3 separate regions of the Zea mays genome follow, and regions 2 and 3 are each linked to region 1. Evidence: chromatin contacts called from public Hi-C data. All regions are on one chromosome and are shown on one strand. The core of a region is the stretch at or near the end of the contact, and the rest is flanking DNA. Distances in the headings are between cores, read along the strand shown.

Evidence for each region. A called contact is a pair of places that touch in the nucleus more often than the background predicts.
Region 2: a Hi-C map of ear shows a contact between it and region 1, with 1.6 times the contacts expected there. The contact joins the promoter of LOC100382232 here to the promoter of LOC606450 in region 1. A contact is called at or near these places in 4 of 25 Hi-C or Micro-C datasets (bundle sheath, ear, endosperm and 1 more).
Region 3: a contact with region 1 is called in a Hi-C map of leaf, with 8 times the contacts expected there. The contact joins the promoter of LOC100273952 here to the promoter of LOC606450 in region 1. A contact is called at or near these places in 4 of 25 Hi-C or Micro-C datasets (ear, endosperm and leaf).

The regions. Positions count from the first base shown.
Region 1 is chr6:169,202,973-169,205,639 of Zm-B73-REFERENCE-NAM-5.0, forward strand. It overlaps LOC606450 (thioredoxin h1 protein), which reads left to right and starts at 1,371. Exons shown (of 3, transcript NM_001112318.1): 1 at 1,371-1,499. The coding sequence starts at 1,371.
Region 2 is chr6:169,013,036-169,015,702 of Zm-B73-REFERENCE-NAM-5.0, forward strand. LOC100382232 reads left to right here and starts at 1,327. Exons shown (of 14, transcript NM_001174987.1): 1 at 1,327-1,541; 2 at 2,041-2,148; 3 at 2,555-2,667. The coding sequence starts at 1,436.
Region 3 is chr6:169,030,856-169,033,522 of Zm-B73-REFERENCE-NAM-5.0, forward strand. LOC100273952 (xylem bark cysteine peptidase 3) reads left to right here and starts at 1,348. Exons shown (of 6, transcript NM_001148341.1): 1 at 1,348-1,981. The coding sequence starts at 1,507.

The DNA.
Region 1 (2,667 bases), core at 121-2,620:
TAGTCAGGGTTGCTTCTTAGCGAAGGCAGGGCCTCGGGCGAGCCGGAGATGTGTCCGCCGTTGGAGGGGGGCCTCGGGCGAGACGGAAATCCTCCGGGGTCGGCTGCCCCTGTCCGAGGCTAGGCTCGGGCGAGGCATGATCGAGTCGCTCGAATGGACTGATCCCTGACTTAATCGCACCCATCAGGCCTTTGCAGCTTCATGCTGATGGAGGTTACCAGCTGAGAATTATGAGTCTTGAGGATACCCCTAATTATGGTCCCTGACACACATAATTACGTAAGATAGAGAAAAACAAAAGTAAAAAAAAGCTTAACAAATTGGAAAAACATATAAGTATGCTGGAGAAAAATAAAAGCAAAAAATTGTTGCAAATCATAAACCATGCACTCTCCTGTCCCTCCAAGGATTGTTTGACAGAAGGGAATTGAAACAACTAATTTTTTTACTATTTAGTTTTAAATAGTAAGAAGAGTTTAGCCTCTTCAATTCACTACTCTTAAACATGTCCTAAGCGTCGTTCTAATTTAATTTTTAAACTTTGGCTATATATAAGAAATTATTAATATTTATAATACTATTTTTAACAAATTTATTTAGAGATCTAAATATCGCTAAATATTTTCCAGAATCCAATCGCATTTAGAAATAGGGAAATTTAGATCCATACCATTAAAAGATCACCACTTTGGATCCATACCATTACTATCTCACTTACATGTGGGTCCACATGAGTCAATGACACGTGGGGTCCATGGTATATATCTAAAGTTTGGATCTTTTAATGGTATAGATCCAATTGTTCCTTAGAAATATTTGATTTTTTCCGGCTAAAGTTCACTCCGTCATTCAGAGGCACGTGCGTGTGAGTCTAATGGGCCGGACGAGCCAGGGACCGGAGTTAAAAGATATGGGGCAGTTTGGTCTTCTCCTTTGTTTTTAGTGATTTTGTTTTTAAAATTTTATTTGATACCCATCCGACGGACATCAAATTCAGCAGCAAACGAAAATCATTTTTTTAATATAAAATTACAATTAGGCTACTGAATAGGGGACGATAAATATTTTTTATTTTATTATTTTGAGCATGAGACTATGGGAACAGGGCCGTTGCCAGTTGGGCAGGTTCAGACTCGCTGCGCCGGAGCCCCTGATCGTAATTTTCCGTGGGCGCTAGGGCATATTCGTAATGTGGTCCCATGGGATAAATTCGATTCCCCTCGAACGGCAAATATCTACCGGAGCGCGTCTCGGGGAGGAGAGAGAAAGTCAGATCCGTGTTCCGTGTCCGCGTCCAGTGTGTCCGCTACTCCGCTCCCCCTCAGTCCTCAGTTCCTCACCTAGCGGTAGCGTGCGCGCGGGAGACGTAGATGGCGGCTTCGGAGGCGGCAGCGGCGGCGGCAACACCGGTGACGCCGACAGAGGGGACGGTGATCGCGATCCACAGCCTGGAGGAGTGGAGCATCCAGATCGAGGAGGCCAACAGCGCCAAGAAGCTGGTTTGTTTCTCTGTCCTTGTATTGGCAACGTATCTGGTGCTCAAAGGGTACGGTGCTCACGTGCGAGAAATTTGGAGAGATCAGTCCATGCCTACGCTCATCTTAGAATCTGCCGGATAGATGGTGTGTTGGTTTGCCTGTATGGATTGTATTGGTCTGTGCCGATTTGTAGAATTTCGAACCGTTTGGTATGATTGATATTACCTGGTATATAATATGTTTTCGTTTGCACTTTGGAATACTTGTGGGCTTGACGCTGAGTGCCTTGAGTCTGTTTTTAATCAAGTCGAATTGGGATTTCCGGTTAGTTGGCATGATTTGGGAAATGGGAAGCGCCCCCTTTTGTTGGTGCGTTAGGGAATTTTTATAATTATTGAAAGGGTTTATGTTTATCTCGAGACTTCAGAATTCTGCCGGTAGGTGAAATATGATCACAACTGATATCTAGGAGTTTAGCAGCAGATTTGAAAAATGTAACATCCTTTGTGGAATCCAGTCGTGATAAAATGTGTGTAGCGCTGCATTGAAGGTTGGTCACAGGGGGTGTTTGGTTCCACCCAACTAAAGTTTACCTGTCAAATCAAATGTTTGAATGATAATTATGGGAATACAGTATTAAATATAGTATAATTACAAAACTAATTACACATATGAAGATTAAAAGGCGAGACAAACTTACTAAACCTAATTATGTCTATTTTTAATACTCATAATTGATATTTAAACATTTGATGTGATACAAACTAAACTTGGGAACCAAACACCCCTTCAGTTTCAGCCTAGTGATTCGTTCTTTTTAACTAAAAATCATTTGTTTTATTGGGAAACATGCTCGTGCGTTGCAATAGAACCCAATATATATTAGAACAGATTCGGACTCTACAGACGCGAGTTCTTTTTTAGCTTGTATATTCATGAGTCCTAATCATATATACGAGATACATAAGGCGTGACCCGGTATGTCTTGGAATCGGACTCCTTATCAATTGATACGAGTTGTTTTAGCCTTAATGAGTACATGTCACATACGAGATATACTAAATGCAGTTTGAGAAGTAAAAAAACAAGACAGTTGAAACTCTCCACTGTCCGGTAGCTAGGAGGAGGTGGAAAAGCAAGGATAAAAAATGTTAGTTCTTTAACATCATGTGTGGCGCAGTGGTGAGAA
Region 2 (2,667 bases), core at 77-2,576, 190 kb before region 1:
ACTACACTTGTTAGGTCTATAATATCGCATATATCACATTTAATGTGTTATACATGATATTTATCTGACAAGCTAACACTATGGGCTTATCGTGAGGGTTTTTTACATGTGGGGCCCTAACCTCAGAGCCATACTGCCCTTGGTGGGTCCAAGCGTATACTTCGATTTTGAGACATAATTACACTTTAGCCACATTAATTACTCTTTAGAACATCTTAGAGTATGATGGGTCCTAGAGGTTTGGACTTGATCATCAGTCATCAGTGCCTCAAGACACAAGGAGTCTCAAAGACTTAGATCATCTCAGTCTAGAACGTTTGGGGGCACTAGGGGAGTAGGGGTAGGGGTCTTGATACTTTAGGGCTAGTTTGGTGACAAAAAAATTAGAGGAAATCCATAAAGAATACCTCTTGCAAGTGATTTTTCTGGTCCATAGATCCACTCCAAACCAATACTTAGAGTGTCCGAGGCCCGATAAGACTTAGTTCTCTTTAGTTGCTTCTTATAGACTCTTGTTATTTCTGTTGGGTGCCTTAGTGTCAAATTATTTATTTTAGTAGATGTCACTATGTTAGCTCTCTATTCTGGGATTTTTTGAATGGGTTTTAGCGACAGCTAGAAATATATTTTTTACCGGGCATTGTATATGCTTCGGTTACCTTACGTCCGTATCATTTCGCGACAAAATGGTCTTCACGCGCTGGATACTTGGACGTGAGAATCTGACAGTGATAGACAGACACTGGAAGCTAAGACGACCAAAAAGTTTCTTCCCCCGTGGAGCATGACATGCACAGCACAGGCTACACCCTACACGTCGTTCTGATGACATGGCGAACGCCTAGTGGCTGTCGCCGGCTCGCCGCAGCTCCGGCGAGCGGCGATTCGTTGGTGCGGGGATCCGTGACGCTGAGCAGACAGCGAGTAGTTAACGTCGTGCTTCAGTAGTAGTAGTAGGCCCAGGTCTCTGGCTCAGGTCTCCACAGACCACAGCTCGATCGGGCCGAGCCGCTGTGGCCCATGGGAGTCCAGGTCCACCATAGACTTTGACAAAGTCAACGTCATCGCGCGTCGCGTCGCGTCGCTGTCCGCCACGGAAGACCCGACCGGCCGGCCTTCACCATCACCAGCGAGGCAGCGAGTGACCTCCCTACTCTCTCCCAAGCTGACCCGCGCTTTCGTAACAACCACGAGAATGCCATCCCCGTTGGCGATAAGGCACGGGACGGAGTGGCATCGTCGTGAATAGCCACCGCACCTGAGCCCCTTCACCGATCCGCTCTCTTTACAAATATTCCCTTTGCGGTTCCCAGTTGCCCACCGAGAGTGGCAGTGGAGTAGTGGTAGGAAAAGCTCGTCGCCGAGTCGCCGTACGGGGGCTCGGCTCGGGTGAGCGAGCGGCGGCCGGCGGGTACTGAGGCCTGAGGGCGAGGCGATGGGCCGCCTCCGTGACGGGCGAGCCTTCCTCCACCGCGCGCTTGTCCTCTCGTCGCTGCTCCTTCTCGCCTCCGGCGAAATCTTCTTCGAGGAACGGTTCGATGGTACGACCACGCGTGACTCTGTTGGTTTTCCCCCCGATTTAGCTAGGTAGCGCGTCTAACTGGATGCTATAAGGATTCGGATGATTCTGTGATTGTGTTGGATCATTTTTTTTTTTGCTATTCGCTGGTTTAGTTTAGCTTGGTATCACTGTGACGAGTTACTGATTTGCTGCTTACACTGACAGATTCAGAATTTCAGTTTGTTGTTTGAGTGAGCTGTTCACTATTCACGTGGTTTAGCTTCTCAAAGAAGTGAATTATTCCAGAGATATTGCTACTGCTAGTTGTGCCTTCTGAAATGCTCCAAGCCTCCAATGGTCCTGCCTCCAGGAGTCGAAGAACTTATTTGTAGTTGGCTTACAGTCCGATGTCCTATCGATCTGATGTCTTGTGCTGTCCATGAAGTTATCAGTAGCTGATGTCTGCTCAAGTTTCTTGTTTTCCTAGGTGTATTGTTTTATTTGTGATTCATGAAATTACGCAACTTGGTAACATTCAGATGGGTGGGATAGCCGCTGGGTGAAATCTGATTGGAAGAAGAGCCAAGGACAAGCTGGAACCTTCCGACACACAGCGGGAACCTACTCTGGAGACCCTGACGATAAAGGTGATGGTTTATTCATGAGTGCTATCTTATGTGCAGTAAGGGGGGCATATAGCCCTACCCTTTACTTGTTTGTTGTGTTTTACCAAAAAAAACTGTATTTGATAGTGACAGTGGCTATTTTGATACCCAGTTTCCAACCAGATATGCCTTGAATCTATCCATGTTAATACATCCACTAAACTTGAGCATTTTCTGAAACTTCAATCAAAGAGCTCAGGCTGCATTCCATGTGGCCCCTGTTTTTATCATAAACATTTTATGTTAGAAAACAAGAGAAACATTCCACGATTTGTGCATACTATATCAATCATGTTCAACTTTTAAAGCCACAAAATATATAACCTTATTTTCCATGGTTTATTTCATACGTCGTATGATTATTTGCATTATGGAATCATCTTTTCAGGTATACAAACAACTGGGGATGCCAAACATTTTGCTATATCAGCAAAATTCCCACAATTTAGTAACAAGGACCGGACATTGGTGATCCAGTACTCTCTAAAGATTGAGCAAGAT
Region 3 (2,667 bases), core at 98-2,597, 170 kb before region 1:
CATTTATTGTTTGCCTGTTAAGATGATGGAGCTGGCTGGACAACACGGTCATTCTGGGTATTATATTATTGTGGTATGCTTTTCCTTTTTATAATTGAATACTTTTCTGGATATTTGTTTTTGAAGAACTATGCATAATTTTTAAATCTCCATTTTCTATCTCATGATACGTTCTACAATGATACAAGACATTATTCTGCCACTGATTACAGTAAGCCTATACTAGATTGGCTTGAGAATTCCAGTGATGAGGTAGGAGAGAAGTAGGATGCCATAACATCTGGTGTTCTGAAGAAGCGGCAAAAGGACTTGCTGAGCGGTTTGAGTATTTGTAATGTGCCTAAACTTAAATCAGAGACAAGGCTACTGTTATGAGGGATAAGTGAGCCATTCATATTTTAGTGATGTGGCATGGTATTATTTGCAGAAATCTCATCTTTGTGTATAGATTATAAAACATTTTCTTATAACAATGTAGCACACATTATATATATAAGTTATCATAGTATTATATTTTCCCGTTGCAACGCACGGGCACTCACCTAGTTATTATATATGAAAATAGAGAAGTGTCCGGAGTACCGTAGATTCTGGGAAGAAGACAGTCACAACAGATCCCACCGGAAGGAGAATATAACTGTAGGGCCTAGTATAGGAACCACATTTTTTCAATAAATTTTTATTTTTTCAAAGAAAATTAGTTCATTTTCTTTAGGAAATTGGGGTTTCTAAACTAGCACTAGAAGATTTATCCATATTTTTCAGTAAAATAATAACGTGACAATCTATTCAACTATGAAACTAGCCGACTGCCCTTGTTCCTCATAACGAATGAGCCGCTCGCGGAGGTCTATTCAAAATTTTCTCACCGACGAAACTACGAGGACATATCATGTGCAATCACTCATTTTGGTACAAGCGTGCAATCAAACTATCCAGAGCATCCAATCTAGATCCAACGGTTTCATATGAAAGAGGTTAAAAGTAAAATAGGTACTATGTTTTAGGTGGAAGGGGTAAATATAAAATAACAGTCATCATTAGATATATATCGAATGCACCGGATCGCTTGATAGTACCAGGATAAGTGGTTGTATAGGATATTTTCCCAAAAACTACTGCGTCGCGCGGACGCAGCGTGGCCTGAAGCCGGCCGCAGCACGCAGAGGCGGTTCCCCAACCTACCCGCCCTATTCTTCCCACGTGTATCACACACCTGGACCAATCTGCTCGCTGCCCCCGACCTCGAGTGAGTCGTCCGTCGCTTTCCTTGTGGCTCGTTCATCGCCTCCATCCAATAGGCCGCCCCGCCTGCCTTGCTCTCCCAGCGCGCTCGTGTAGTCGTCGCCATCTTCGCTTCTCTTCTCCACATTTCTGCGCTATCCCGGCGTACGGCTGCGATCCATACACGCCCAATCCAAACCCTACCTAAAACTCCGCCTCGTGCCTCCGGGCTCACACTCGTAGGCACGGAGTGCCGTTCCGTGGTGGGTGGAATCACCAAAAATGCCCTCCGTCCACCACCACCTCCTCCTCCTGACGCTCGCCGCCTTGGCCGTGGCGGCAGCCACCGCTAGCGCCGGCGGGGACCCGCCGGCAATCGAGGCGCAGTTCGACGCCTGGTGCGCGGAGCACGGGAAGGCCTACGCCACGCCCGAGGAGCGCGCCGCGCGGCTGGCCGTGTTCGCGGACAACGCCGCCTTCGTCGCCGCGCACAACGCCCGTGCAGGCGCCAACGCCGCTGGCGGCGGCGGCGGCGGCGCCGCGCCCCCGTCCTACACGCTCGCGCTCAACGCCTTCGCGGACCTCACGCACGAGGAGTTCCGCGCCGCGCGCCTCGGCCGCATCGCGCCGGGGGCGGCGCTCCGGAGCCGCGCCGCGCCCGTGTACTGGGGCCTCGGCGGCGGTGCCGCGGTGCCTGATGCGCTGGACTGGAGGAAGAGCGGGGCCGTCACCAAGGTCAAGGACCAAGGCAGCTGCGGTGAGCGTCCCTTACTCGATCTGCTCTATGTTTTGCTTAGGTTGAAATTTGCAAAACCCATCTGTCTCCCACATCAGAGTCCACTCCAGTGTAGTGTTCAGATTCATTGTTAGGGACCCTGTTGACAACTCTATGGTTAGCACATCTGAACGAGTGAACGAGGTACACAGTAGTGGGTTAATATCCACTTGACCGTTCGTATAAGGAGTAGATTCGACTCGTGGATTAAGCCTAACAGTAAAGGGAACCGAGGCTGAGGAATTCAAGCCCATTTTGGAACTTACGATTTCACCAGGTGCGCCGAAACATGGAGGATTTATCAATCGACAACAATAGCTCACTTCATTTTCTATGGACTAAATTACACCTATGGTGTTTCTCATCCTATCCTATTAATGTTTTGTTTACATGAACATTCGCTGTTGTACTGACTAGAAGTTTCAAACTGTATGATCTCAGTCATTTGAAGCTTTTTAGCTCTTTCCAGGCACTAGATCTAGATCCAATCCAAACGACACTGAGTTTTGCTATAACAAAGTTAGTAAATGACTACCACCTGTTCTTTAGATTGGGTCATTTAAATGATCTGGTGACAACTAGATAAGTCAGACATCAAAAGTCACATATGAATCAAAAATAGTTTCACAGTCCATGTGAGATTCTGTATTGCGTTCAATGAGATGTCA